Regions from separate parts of the Sus scrofa genome. Here region 2 is linked to region 1. The links are chromatin contacts, called in public Hi-C maps. All regions are on one chromosome and are shown on one strand. Each heading gives the region's core, a stretch centred on a gene start, on an enhancer-like site or on the middle of the called end of the contact. The rest is flanking DNA. Distances are from core to core; before and after follow the strand shown. Region 1 overlaps LOC110255421 (a long non-coding RNA gene). Region 2 has its middle 700 kb from the start of CCDC82.

Region 1 (7,335 bases), core at 2,326-4,825:
ACGCTAATTTTGAGCATTGAGCATGACGCTCTTGACAGAGAAGGCTGACTAGGTTTACTAGAATAAACACTTTTACTGAAATCAGAGGGAGCTTTAATTTGAGACTTTAAATAGCTAAATGATTAGCAAATCAGACCTTACCATACATTATATATTTTTTATATATACATATACATATATATCAGCTTATTTTAATATATGTGAATAGTAATATACACTTAAAGATAGTTATAAAGACACAGACATTTGTTTTGTCATAGCTGTGAATTCACTTTCATTACTCTGTTAATACCACCCTTAACTAAATACGACTTGGGAACATTTTGTTTTGTATGTTTCCAAACTCAAAGGAGTCAGGTTCCTGAATTGGAAAGATTCTAATAAAAGGGACCCTGAGAATGCTCTTCCTCTCTCCTTTTTTCTGAACTCCTAGAACACTTTAAAAACACTTCCATATAGGATTCATCCCACTTCTACTGCTTTCTCTGAATGTGTTACTTCCTTTGCCCCTGCAACCAACCAGGGAGGTTGGGAGTCCTGTCCAAAAGCCTAAGGAAGGGCCCCAGAGAAGAGATTCTGTGTGATAGGATCCAGCTTCCTACGACGTTACCACACTTCATTGCTCCTTTGGATGGTCAGGGCTGAATCCACAGTGACCAATAACTGCTATATAAACGAGTACATAGAGCAAAGCCTTCCAAATATAGGCAGCTAGATGTTCTCAGGTAAAGCAAGGAAATACTTTTTCATTTCCAAACTATATGTGTATTACGTTCTTTGCAGAAAAGTGTTAATTCTTAGCTCTGTAAAAAAAATCTTAACATCAGTTCAAGTGATACTGACACAAAGAGGATGCGTTAATAATGTCATTCAGGACAGCAGATGAGTAAAGAAAAATAACAGGGAATTTCCCAAATATTATTATAAAACATGCACAACGATTTTTGCAAAGGTAATTGATTCCTTTTTAAACTAATGGCCATAAAATGTTTCATGCTACGTCAGATTTATATTATAGAAGATGAAGCAATGTGCTTATTACTGCTTAGAAAACAATGTACAGTTCATTCTCTAGGAGTTTGTCCTGCTCTGGTCTTCATTCAACAGAGGTAAGACATATGGGAATATGACATACTAAATTACCAAATTCACTCATCAGAATATAAATTGCCTCATAAATGCCCACACTGATCTTTTGATTGGCAGATAGTACCGTGCAAGCTGGTCAGAACTGGTGAGCATCAAATGTTAGGAAATGAATGATATCTGATGAAGCCTAGATTCTTTAATTTTATTAAATTTCCATTGGCAGAGACTATAACTTATCCATCTCCTAAGAAACCTATTCCTGTCCTTTACCCCTTACATATTTGTTTAATAGTTTTCCTCTCAAGGAAGTTTAACCAAAATAACCATTTTTGCAACATATTTCCAATGAAAGTAATGTTACTTTAGCTGAAGAAGCAGTGAAGCCAGCTATCCATTGTACAATAACCAAGAAAGCTATTAAAGTGATCACTTATAATGATAATAACAATAAAACATCTGCCATGCAAGTCAAGATTTACTTAGCTGTACATAAATTAGAGTTCCAGAACAATTTGAAATGAGAAAGAAAGGGACAATCCGTAATCCACTGATCATAAACAGAAACAAAATGTTAAGTTTTAGCCTTGACCCAAATTTGCTATCTAATTTATTTACTATCTTTTCCCACTAGAATTAGAGGATTCAGCTTTATTAAAACCTAATTAGAATTTTTATCCTCCTCTGACCTATGTTTTTATGCTTGTTTCCTAGTGGACTATTGACCGAAGCTAATTGGCAAGAATTTCTATGAAACACAAATCCTTTACAAACCCTAGCATCCATAAAAATCAACTGAGGTTATCTGTTAAGTGCCTCTTAAGAATATGGTCTACTGAGCATCACTTTCAGAGATTCCAATTTGGTTGTTCAAAGTACAGTTCTGGAAAATGTTTAAAGCAGTCCCTTCTAAATAGGTGGTCCATATCAAACACATTCAGAAACATTGTATGAAGAGCAGCTCTTAAGTACTGGCTGTGTGTAAACAGAGACTTAATGCAAGTAAATGCCAAGAGTCACTTTTCAGGCTTTCCTAACTTAGATTGTCTCCAAATCTCCATAAATTCCTCAATGCTGAGAGAATAAAGAAGAATAAATTCAAACTAGGGGGAATAATCCATACAAAATTCAACTTATTTACCATGGAAGACACTTTTTTTGAATTTGCTCTATTAGATGTGGGGCCCATAAGATGGCTATTTGACTGATGTCACCATGAAAACCTACTCTGCAAAAGCAGATGCAGTCATTGTACATCATGTTACCTTTAGGAAACTTCCCATTATTTTGTACTCACCTCCAATAATTAAGATGATATAGTTTGGAAAAAAGTAGAGCCAAAGGCTATAAAAAAATCTATGATTAGAATTTCTCCACAATGTTTACTACCCATTTTCTGTCTGATAGATTATAAGAAGCAGTCAAAGAAAAATAAATGTTCCATTTAAATTAGCATAAAAGAGCAGGCAATAATAGCCTTAAAAGACCGAAAATAAAAAGCAGTAACAATCCAAGCAGACCTCCAAATAACAAGAACTATAAACAATATTTGTTTACTGAATCTTATTATATATGATCTTATCTGAGTTTCACAATAATTCTGTAAGGATAGGAATATCTGTATTTATCCTAAGAGAAACTAAAGCTCACAGCAATTGGGAGCTGTGCATTATATTATAATTATATTATATCATAATGTTATATAATTATTAGAATTATAACAGAACATAATTAGTAAGAACAATAAATTGCATCTAGATTTCCCAGTTTCATATTTTATAGCAACCCATTTCAAGGTCTTAAAATTTCTAAACATCCAAAGCAATAATTCTTAATTTCAATGGTATAACTCACCAGTAAGAATGTATTTCATAAATAATTTGTGAATAATTTACTTTTTAAATGTTTTATGGACGATTCAATGTGATTCTATTTTAATGGTAGTCTCAATTTCATACATGGATATGTTTTCTTTATTGGCGGAAGAAAAGATGGATATGCAATTACAGAGAAAGGAAATGCAGACAGCTCAGATCAAACCTACCCTAGAGAGCCTTCCAGAAGGCAGAACAGGTACCCTGATATAGCTTCATACGTCCACTTAACGTTTAGAATGAGTACTTACACTAACAATAAAATTATTCAAAGCTGTACCTTTTGACATAAAGAATAAATAACTAAAATCATCGCCATCATCCTAAAGAGGAAAAAGACTTTCCTCCTCATTGCAGGTTACCACCTAGCTTCAAAACTTGGGCAGGACTCTGCCAGTATTTTTGCTTTCCCAAAGTTTCTCCCCAGGTTTCCAACAGAAAAGCAGAGCACCTAGTGTTTGCCACATGTTAGGTGTTCAATAAATACTGATTGCATTCTTGACTGAAAGATTTCATTGACTTTCCAAGGGATAGGAAGAGTACAATGAGGAGAAGATTGATGTTTTTAAACCTTTCATTTACAAACATGAGGACACTGAGGCTTGAGGAAACTGGATAAGGTCACACAGCTTGAAAGGATGGAATTGCGATCTGATCCCAAGTGACCAGACACCACAATCCACATTCTTAACTACTGCATTGTATTTTCTTTCTGTTGTTTATTTACTCTTCTGTTCTCTGAATTGTTTAAGCTGGCGTAATCCTCCCTGAAGAGAAAATATGAGGGATAGCTTTGAAGGGTTTCAAACAGTTTTCAAAGAGCAAAGCCAAGTCACAGAATGACAGAATGGTAAAATAATCTAAGAAATCATCCAATCCAGACACATCAGAATCCATTTTGGAGCCATTATATAAAAGAGCAATAGCCTCTGTAAATTAAGCTGCTTATTCAATAGAGCAAGTCAGTGACCACACAGAAACTCAGAACTAAGGTCACCTGTCAATTAGTTAAAAATCACTATCCTCAGGTCTCCATGGGCCTTGATTTATACACTAGTAATAGTGGATCAAATATGGAATTCATGTATATATCAATAATAGATACCCTAAAGTTTCAACTTAATCTTTAGTTGCTCCTATTGGCTATGGTGTTGGAGATTTTTTTACAATACAGAATCTAGACCCTACCCCCCCCCATATGTAATAATAAAGACACACCCTCTACCCTGAACAACCATATATTAAACAAATGTAGGGGTCTGAAGAATTTAACACACTACACTTTGATGAAAATGCAGCATCTTTGTTTCCCACTAACTAACCATAGCTTCCTCCTGAGCCTTTTACACATGGAATAGCGAGAACACAGAGGGAGAACACCACTTTAAGTTTGCTGAAAAATAACATTTCATGTGTATTCAGTTTAAATAATCTCCCCTGTTCAGTCCTTTGGGTAAACTATTAGTCTTTCAGCTTTCTTCCCTCTCTCTTACCCTTCTCCAAAATGGTGTAAGATGGAATCTGGGACTGTAAAGTACTCTGCGTCATTATAAATGCAGGGGGAAAGTGGCCATTTAGTCCATGCTGTGTATTCTGAAACTTTGACAGTCTCAGTAACAGAGGGGCTGGTCTCTTCTCTTTCGAGGACTGGCCTTTTAAGGCTGTGCCTCTGTCAGTCACCACCTGAAGCTGAGGGTCTGAAATGCACTGGACCTTTAGCCCTGGACCTATGCAATGTGAACTGCAGATTCTCCAAGCTCTCTCCTGCATGACCTCTCCAGGTCCCAAAGAAATGTCTGAATTTAGCATTAACCACAGAGCCACACAGTGGAAGCAGAGACCTGATGGAGCTCACTATTCTCAACTGCCTAACCTCAGCTGACACTGTGTTCTCATCTTGTACCTGTCAGAAGACATATCCTGCTGATCCTCTCCTGGAAACCTAAGTCTCTCCCGTACTCTGCCCGGGGACATATCCTCAGCTTTCATTCCAATGTGGAGAAAGCAGAGCCACTAATTCCTGATACTCTCCCCATATCTCACTGCCCTTCACGCCACAATCCCCTAGGAGGACTTCTCACCCATGCCTATGAGGGAGAAGTTTCTAAGATATATCTCCAATTTTCTCCACCTCTAAGGTATTGCTGAATTTATTTTATTTCATTTATGTTATGTTTTGCTTTTCAGGAGTGCACTTTGTGGCATATGGAAGTTCCCAGGCTAGAGTTCGAACCAGAGCTGCAGCTACTGGCCTACTTCACAGCTACAGCAACTTGGGATCCAAGCCATATCTGTGACCCCCACCACAGCTCATAGCAGCGCCGAATTCTCAACCCACTGAGCAAGGCCAGAGATTCGTTTCCACTGTGCCACAAGGAAGGTTGTTCTTGTTGTTGTTTTTGTTGTTGTTGAATTTTATGATGGGGTCTCTCAGGGGTATTTCTTAATATATCCTCTTCTCTCCCCCAGTTCAGCTGATTTTCATGAATATGATCTCAAGGATGTGAAATACCACTCTGGATGTTGCAAAGAAAACATTGACTTTATTTAGCATTCTTGATAACACAGTCACAACCAAGCACCAAGTTAAGCATTTACCTCTGGCTAAAGAGACGAAGATCAGGAAAAAAGAAATGGAAAAAAAACTACATTGATGTCTTTCAGAAATAATATTGCTTTCATCATAAGGAATCGACTTAAATTTCAGGCTACAGGAGTCAAAGTGAGGAGAAATCATGATTAGTTTGTACTTCATGAAGCTTTATCTAAAAAGCCATGAACTGGCCCAATAGCTAAGTTTCCAATGTTTGCAAAAGTCTGTAAATGTCAAGACCAGCTGGACATTTTCCTGGCCTTGTGATCACATTTGCCCCTTCACTAAGAGGATAAAATCCTTCACCTGAAGTGTTGCTGAATCTCCCAGACCTGAAACAATTAGGTCCCAGAAATTAATAACTGCTAGATAGTATATTTGACTCCCTTCCCTTCAGGTCTTCACATGAAATGTAAAATTTCCACTCTTATTCTGCACAAAAGATAAAGATATGCAAGTGCGTAAGTATCTTTATGAAAGCTCATTACCTGGACTTTGTTTGCTGTTAGCAGGTTTCAGACAGAAATTTTGCAGTTTAAATGAATCAGAACATGAAGAATTTCCATCATCTCAGTAAAAAAAAGGTCACGTTTTGTATTATTTCAAAGAATCATCACTGAAGCCCCCTTTCCTTAAATAAAGTGAATTTAATTTTACAAACGCAGTTTTTCAGGTAAAAAATTATGTGAGTTTTTTCTGCATTAAAGTCTTTTTAGCAGAAAGGATACACTTAATAAAAATTTTACATTGAAACTGTCAAATATTTGAGCTCAAGGTTACAATTTCCAGTAGTGAAGGCTAGTGCAGATCTGTTGATTTAACATATACGACCTGATGTACGTGCTCAGCATTGAAAAGAGTAACATCATGTGCCTGTTGGCCATCTGTACATCTTCCTTGGAAAAATGTCTATTCAGGTCTTTTGCACATTTTTTAATTGGGTTGTTGGCTTTTTTGCTGTTGAGTTGTAGGAGTTGCTTCTATATATATGAGAGATTAAGCCCTTGTCAGTTGCATCATTTGAAACTATTTTCTCCCATACAGTAAATTGTCTTTTTGTTTTCTTTTGGGTTTATTTGCTGTGCAAAAGCTGATCAGTTTGATTAGGTCCCACTGGTTTATTTTTGCTTTTATTTCTGTTGCTTTGGGAGACTGACCTGAGAAAATATTCATAGTGTTGATGTCAGAGAATGTTTTGCCTATGTTCTCTTCCAGGAGTTTGATGGTGTCTGGTCTTATATTTAAGTCTTTCAGCCATTCTGAGTTTATTTTTATGCATGGCATGAGTGTGTCTTCTAGTTTCACTGATTTGCATGCAGCTGTCCAGGTTTCCCATTAATACTTGCTGAAAAGACTGTCTTTTTCCTGATTTATGTTCTCACCTCCTTTGTCACAGATTAATTGATCATAGGTGTCTGGGTTTATTTCTGGGTTCTCTATTCTGTTCCAGTGGTCGGTATGTCTGTTTTGAAACCAGTACCACACGGTCTGGATGACTGTGGCTTTGTAATATTCCCTGAAATCTGGGAGAGAGATGTCTCCTGCTTGGTTTTTGATCCTCATAATTGCTCTGGCAATTCTGGATCTTTTATGATTCCATATAAAGTTTTGGATTTTTGTTCTAGTTTTGTAAAAAATATCATGGGTACTTTGATAGGGATTGCATTGACTCTGTAGATCGGTTTGGGTAGTATGGCCCTTTTTACAGTATTAATTTTTCCAACCCAGGAGCATGGAATATCTCTCCATTTCTTTGAATGCTCTTTAATTTACTTGATTAAT
Region 2 (7,335 bases), core at 1,840-4,339, 360 kb before region 1:
TCAAGATGGATAGAGGCTGCTGGCATCATGGATTTATCTTTTCTTAGACTCACTGGGGCCAAAAATAATACTGCTAACTTAGGCCATCCCTCTTGTAAATATTCATCATCGTGCCACAAGTTAGATCCAAGGACAGAGAGTAGATGGACCAGGACCAATCCATCACTTTTACTCAAAGCAGCATATATCCTGTGGACTGCAAGTAGCAGCATTTTATTTAGATATGGAGGTGGGCATTAATGTTACTGAAATGCTCACTATTATTGGGAGCATAATTTAATGTGGTTTATGTAGATTTCCTTTATAGTTTTATGCCCCAAACTTCCAAATATCACATAAAATATATGGATAATAGGAGAGCATGCATTCATTAAGTTAATAGTGAGAGTCTATAATTGCCAGTAAAAGCAAATCAGTTAGATTAAATGGTTACAATATAGTCATATAGAAAATTAATTCCAACAGTGATAATCATTATTATCTGAAATCCATCATTAGGAGAGAAGCATGCGGGAATATTAAAAAAATTTTCTTTAAAAACCTCTGCACATGCTCAAACTCATGGTCTTCCCTATTTTCACCTCCATTACCCTAGTCCACTGTGAATGTGGTTCATCTTTCAGTGAGAGAGAAGTAACTGTCATATTTCCCATTATTAGGTAGATGCACAAAGTAGGGGAAAATTACCTTCTGTTAGGCTATGTAGTAGAAACTGCGTCAGGTTAAAAATCTGCTCAGGCATCTATTCTATTTGTTTCAGTTACTAACTGTGTGATCTCAGGAAAATCATTAAATTTGATAGAGATTTTATTTCCTTCACTGGAAATTGGGCTAAAAATATGTGCCCTACCCATCTTAAAAGATTATAAAATTCAACATAATAGTATATTTGAAATTTTTTATTTTACAACCATAAAACTATTGGGATGTAAAACACTTTTTATTGCATCACGCTAAGCTTTGGTATTAATTGCCATTACTTTTTAGATTAATGCAATGTAGTTTAAACCATGCTATCAAAATCAACTTATCAAATAACTCTGATTCAGGATCATAACTGAGAACCCTCAATATATCAAACATTTATAGCCTAATAGTTACTGCACTTACCTTTTCCTCATCTTGACTCTTTATTAAGAATTATACTTTAATTTTGACTTTTAATCCCTGAATTTCTATTCTTTCTCTAATCTTCATCCTGGTGATTTCATTCATGCTTACAACTTCACTGTCAATTTTTGTGGGCTGACTGACTATTATGCACAGGGCAACATTATAATTACCAATATTTAACTTGGATGAAGTCAAATTATTTTCCTCAAACTTTACACTTATTTTTGATTTTGGGGGCTCGACATTATGAAGTCTCTGTTTGTTTGTTGGCATCTCTTTGTTCCTCACCTCTTCTACCTAATCAATCTCTTACACACCTTGTTCAGATCCTATTTTCACTGTGGCTTACTCTGGCAAGCACTCTGGGAATATCTTCATCAGTAAAATATATTACCCAATTCTATATACATGGCTTTACTTGCCTGTCTTTTGGACTTTTAGCTGAAGAGACCTTTAAATCTCCTGATTATACCACAAGGCTTGGTACAAATTATCTGCTCAGTAGATGCCTGATGAATTAATGCACAAATGATTCAATCATTTTCTTTTAGATTCCTTATTTAACTGACATTCATCCTTCTGTATTGCTTTTTGTTTTGTTTTGTTTTGATTGGCTTTTTTTTCTGCAGTTAAATTTTAAGTGAGCTTAAACCTAGTGCCAGATGGATAAAGTGTGTTTTGCTCATGTTGGGGGAAGCAGAATGCATTTATTTCAAATGATTTTGTCAAATTCAGATAGTGTTCTTTGAATCAAATTCAAGTTTTCTGAAACACACCCCTAGTTCTATTCACATGTCCATGCATTAAATCTTCATTTTCAAATAATTTCTGTTAGGATATCAATTACACAAAATAAAATACACACAACTTAGGGGAACAGTTTGATGAGTTCTGACAAGGTGATACACCCATTTCACCAACTTAAAAATGAAGACAGAGAACATTTCTAACACCCCAGTTTGCTTCCTGTGACTTTGCTCTCAGTCCTATCCCATTCTTGGTACTAACCAACGAGTTAACTATGAACCATCACTTCTGACTTAGGTCCAAGTGGAAAATGTTAGAAGAAGGGGCTCCTGAAATGTCGCTCCAGCACTTTCTATTGAGAAAGTGTAATACTGTGCTTACTTTAAAGGTAAAATATTTAATGATATTCCATTTTTTATTATAGTGCATAAGACGAAGGGTGTGTTCAGAGTTGAGAGACAATAAGTTGATAAATGACACATGAAATGTGTCTGTTTAATTTATAAAAAGCTATCAAAATTGGTTTGAATGTGGTTGTGGGGGTCTAATCAAGATGGCAGAATGAAAAGACGTGGTGCTCACCCGCTCCCACAAATACATCTACATGCAGAACAGTTTTCCCAGAATACCTACTGAGCACTGGCAGAAGATCCCAGACAACCAAAATCACAAGAAAGGTTACCATGTAACCAGTTAGGACAAAGAAAATAAATGAATAAATAAAAACAGGAATGGAAATGGGACCTGCACCCCAGCAGGGAGCTGTAAAAGAGGAAAGGGTCCCTCACTCTGGGAAGCCCCTTCACTGACTAGGAGAACAGCCACAATAGGAGTTCCCACCGAGGCTCAGTGGAAACGAATCCAACTAGTATCCATAAGGATACAGGTTCAATCCCTGGCCTCGCTCAGTGGGTCAGGGATCCCACGTTACCATGAGCTGTGGTGTAGTTCACAGGTGCAACTTGGATCCAACATTGCTGGGGTGTAGGCCAGCAGCTGTAGATCCGATTCCATCCCTAGCCTGGGAACTTCCATATGTTAAAGGTGTGGCCCTAAAAAGACAAAAGAAGGAAAGCAAGCAAGCAAGCAAAGCAAAGCAAAGCAAAGCAACTTTAAGGCTCAGAGGCGAGGGCAGCAATCAGCTTATGGCAGGCAGAGCAGAGAGGGAGCAGCACACACTGTCCTCTGTACCACCTCCATGCATCCCCAGCCTGAGTCTCCAGTCTGTTGGTATGTTCAGGGGCTAGATGCTGAAATTGGGCATCTATGGGCAGAGCTGGGAGAGCGGTGGGGTTGGCTACAAGGAGACAGCTTGAAGGGGATGGAGAGTGGCACAGGCTGTATCTGGACGTGTACACTGACAGAACCCAGGCCCACCATAGAAGCACCATTGTTAATACACATGTAAAGGGAAGGACAGCACCCTCTCCCCCCAGCAGGCTCTGGGAGCTCACAAGTGCTGGTGAGTTTCACACATGCTGAGACAGGGCTGAAACCAGAGCTGATCCCCAGGGGCCACTTGACTTAGGAAGCAGGACTGAAATCTGAGCCCTCTCTCTGCAGCTGTGTGATCTGAGGATTTAAGCTGCCACCAACAGGGCCTTTGTAAAATCAGTGACTTCCAGATATCCATGTGAATTAAGAGTGTTCTTGTGGCTGGAGCAGGTCTGGCAATAGCAGTTGTGGGCTTTGCAAGTGCACACACACCAAGGCTGGACTGTTTTCATATCTCTCATGGCGGGTCCAGGTGTACAACCTAGTACCTGTGTCATCCTAGTACCTAACTTCAGTGGGTCTGTGCCTATAAATAGGGGCTTTTACTCCAACTGGGGAGCAGGCCTTGCCCCTGATAGGTCTGTGACAATCACAGAACAAAGAGGGGGCCCTGTTCAATAATTAGTGTAGGATCTGGTCACCACACCACCAGTCACATACTCTGTCAAGGGAATAATAACTAGCACACACTGAGTAAAGATGCAGCAGGCATCCATGCTAAAAACAGCCCTTGCACCAAAAATATTAGACTCATGCAGGCTATACAGGGATGCTCCCACATAAAATCTGCCCTCTAAGACCACAATAGATAACTGTTTCTTCTAAACTTACAGAGTTAGAGAAATATAAGTAGAATGAAGAAGCAGAGGAACCACTCCCAAATAAAAGATCAAGAGAATTCCCCTAAAAGAACAATGTTTCAGTATAATAGGCTCCAAGTTCAAAAAGGAGGTAATAAGAATACAGAAAGAATTAAGAAAGGCTATCGATAGAAATGCAAGTTACTGTGAAAAAGGACTAGAATCTATAAAGAGGAGGCAATCAAAACTGGAAAACTCATTTGCTGAGATGAAAGCCAAACTAAAAGCAATAAATGGCAAACTGGATAATGCAGAAGAATGAATATATGATCTGGAAGATAGAATGGAAATCACCCAATCAGAACAGCAGACAGAAAGACACGAAAAAAATGAAAGCAGTATATAAGGCCTTTGGGATAATATAAAGCACACCAATCTATTCATAACAGGAATCTCAGAAGGAGAAGAAAGATAAAAGGGTATCAAAATTGTATTTGAATAAATTATGACTGCAAACTTTCCAAACCTAAAGAAGAAAGCAGATATCCAGGTATAGTAAGCACAGAGAGTCCCATACAAGATAAACCTAAACAGACCTACATCAAGACACATTATCATTAAAATAGAAAAAGTTAAAGATAAAGAGAAGATTCCACAGGCAGTAAGAGTTAATTTGTGGCAGAGATGGAGGCTATGTGCTAGTTCAACAGCATGGGGTCCATCCTATCAAGGCTGATCCAACTACTGCCGCTGCCAGCAACAGAGAGAAATACTGAGCCCCAGACATGACACAATTCCCAGGAAGACCTGAAGACATTTTTAATATGACCTCTTCCAACCTGGAGAATGTAGCAACTCACCCTTACCCTAAAAGAAATTGCTACTTCAAAATGAGTTTGCCTTCCACCAATGGTACTGACATATGATATATGGTAATTTATATGCTGATATCTTATCCGATGTGATACTGCCCCAGCTTAAAAGACAATGTATGGCAAAGGAAGAGCATTTTAATAGCTGCAAGTGCCTTATCATATACAAGAAACACCAGGACCAACACAACAGTGCAATACTCTATTAAGGCTCAGTCAGGATGTCAGCTTGGAGACAGCAACACGGTAGGGTCAGGATATTCTCCTTCAGGGTATGGTAAATATGCCAAACCAACAGCTAATATATGGTGCTATTTCTCCAACAGGGAGAATTCACTAATTTGTGAATTCAGAGGTAAAATTTGATTTGGCCTTTTCTTGTAGTTTCTATTGGTAATGTAATAAGGACTCTGACTCCATTTTTTAATGTTTGACACTTAATGAAAGCTACTTTGTTCAGAAATGCTAGAAGGCTATGCCCAATTCCTGGACTGTCTCTCAGCCAGTGACTGAACAAAATGGGGTATAGAGGTTCAGCCTAAATAAGACAACTTTGTAGTACCATTCATTCTTCAGAATTTTCCATTGGGTCAGGTTAAGACTTGACCTAAGCCAAACCCATTATCTTTGCCTAACTTCTTTCTCTGCTTATTCTGATTCCTTCACTCCCTTTCATGTTTCATATTACGAATACACAATCAGGAGTTCCCACTGTGGCTCAGCGGGCTAGGAACCCAACATAGTGTCTGTGAGGATTCAGGTTTGATCCTGGCCTCACTCAGTGAGTTAAGAATCCAGCATAGGTTGCAGATGTTCCTCAGATCGGGTGTTGCTGTTGCTATGGCTGTGGCATAGGCCAGCAGCTGCAGCTCCAATTCGACCCCTAGTCTGGGAACTTCCATATGCTGTAGGTGTGGCCTTTAAAAAAAAAGAATATACAATCAATGATCTATTGCCCAAGAATCTCTTCACAGGCTCTGCCTCTTGAGGACTTGACATAAAAGAGTTCATAAACAAATGGTCCTAGAAAATCGACACGAGAAAAAGGATTGTGAAGTTTGTTCACTCTCTGGCCATCTAACAATGACAACCCTGTTACTTGTGAAAGGAGAAGTCCGGATGATACCTGGCATGCTGATGAAGTACAATTGCTAAAACTTCCTCCCTTAGTGAATTGGAAGAGAGTGTGAGTGAAAAGGGATGCACAATTTGGTACAATAGCTCAGCCATTTAAGAAGTGGAGGGAGGAAGATAATGGCTATTTCTGAGCATAATCTATGCTTTTAATAGAGTACATTACTGGCTTAAATGAAATAATGCTCAATAGGAGGCAAATTATGCACTCCAAATGGCTTCTTTGAGAGCATTTAAAGAGACTCTCATCTCCTTATGCCAGATGACAGACAGAGCTGGAGACTGGGCACATAGTTAAATGCAAGAATGGCTGAACTTAGGAGGCTAATTTTCCAGTCAACATGAAACCTTCAATGCCGAAGTTAGGCAGCTGCTATTATAACTGAACAGTCTGGATAGATTCAAGATTCCTGAAGTCACCATCTGGGTTTTCAGAAGTTGTCCATTTTCTGTGTCAGGTGATAGTAGCCCCTGGTTTGACTGAAGTCTGGGCAGGTGCCTTATAAGACAATGCTTTCCTCCCTCAGGATCTGCAACTATCTCGTCTACTGGCCACCAGACAATTAAATAGAATCAAATCTAAGCATGACCCAACTGGGAAGCAATGGGACTGCTAAGGGATTTGAATGCTTATATTCCAAATGTTCTGCAAGGTTTGGCTAACATGCACTGGCAAGACTTGGGAGAGTTTGCTTGGGAGTAAGTCACTGAGGGTCTAAATGAAGAAGGACAAAATATAAAGCTGAGCTAGAGAGGGGTTTTTTTGGTCTTTTTAGGGCCACGCCCATGGCATATGGAGGTTCCCAGGCTAGGGATCTAAATGGAGCTGGAGCCACCAGCCTACACCACAGCCATAGCAACGCGGGATCCGAGCCATGTCTGCGACCTACACCACAACCCAGAGCAACAAGGGATCCCTAACCCCCCCGAGCAAGGCCAGGGATCAAACCCGCAACCTCATGGTTCCTAGTCAGATTCGTCTCCACTGCGCCATGATGGGAACTCCCAGAGAGAGGTTTTGTCAATAATAGAGAATTCTCCCTTGATACAAGATCTAATACCTTGTTCAGCACCATGGGAGATAGCTTTCATGTCCCTCTGGGATAACTGATTGGAAAAGACAATGAACCTTGTTAAACCAGTATGGAAACCAACATTTCCATAGTAAAACATGAAATATGGGAACAAGGGCTCACAGAAATAGGCATGCTACAATGAACTCACTATATAAAACCAAGGTAGCAGGGACCTTGGGTGCTCTTCAAGAGGGCAGTGATAAAGTGATAAGGAATGTGCTAATAAGGGTGGGTGCCAGCACTTTTGAGAAATCCAGTCATGGCTGTGCTCCATAGCTAACTTAACTAAGGTATAATCTCTTCTCCTTTTGAATTGCA

What was found. A called contact is a pair of places that touch in the nucleus more often than the background predicts.
Region 2: a Hi-C map of epiblast stem cells shows a contact between it and region 1, with 1.6 times the contacts expected there. The contact joins two enhancer-like sites. A contact is called at or near these places in 5 of 47 Hi-C or Micro-C datasets (embryonic fibroblasts, epiblast stem cells, fetal liver and 2 more).

What each region holds. Positions count from the first base shown.
Region 1 is chr9:28,741,516-28,748,850 of Sscrofa11.1, reverse strand. All of the region lies in intron 1 of LOC110255421 (a long non-coding RNA gene), which reads right to left. Among named protein-coding and RNA genes, the nearest start is that of CCDC82, 340 kb to the right of the region's middle. Within about 2 kb of position 3,575, at least 2 of the 83 cell types and tissues checked have an H3K27ac peak or open chromatin away from gene starts, as enhancers often do. A contact at or near this core is called in epiblast stem cells, where this site is marked.
Region 2 is chr9:29,099,040-29,106,374 of Sscrofa11.1, reverse strand. No RefSeq gene overlaps it. Among named protein-coding and RNA genes, the nearest start is that of CCDC82, 700 kb to the right of the region's middle. Within about 2 kb of position 3,089, at least 7 of the 83 cell types and tissues checked have an H3K27ac peak or open chromatin away from gene starts, as enhancers often do. A contact at or near this core is called in epiblast stem cells, where this site is marked.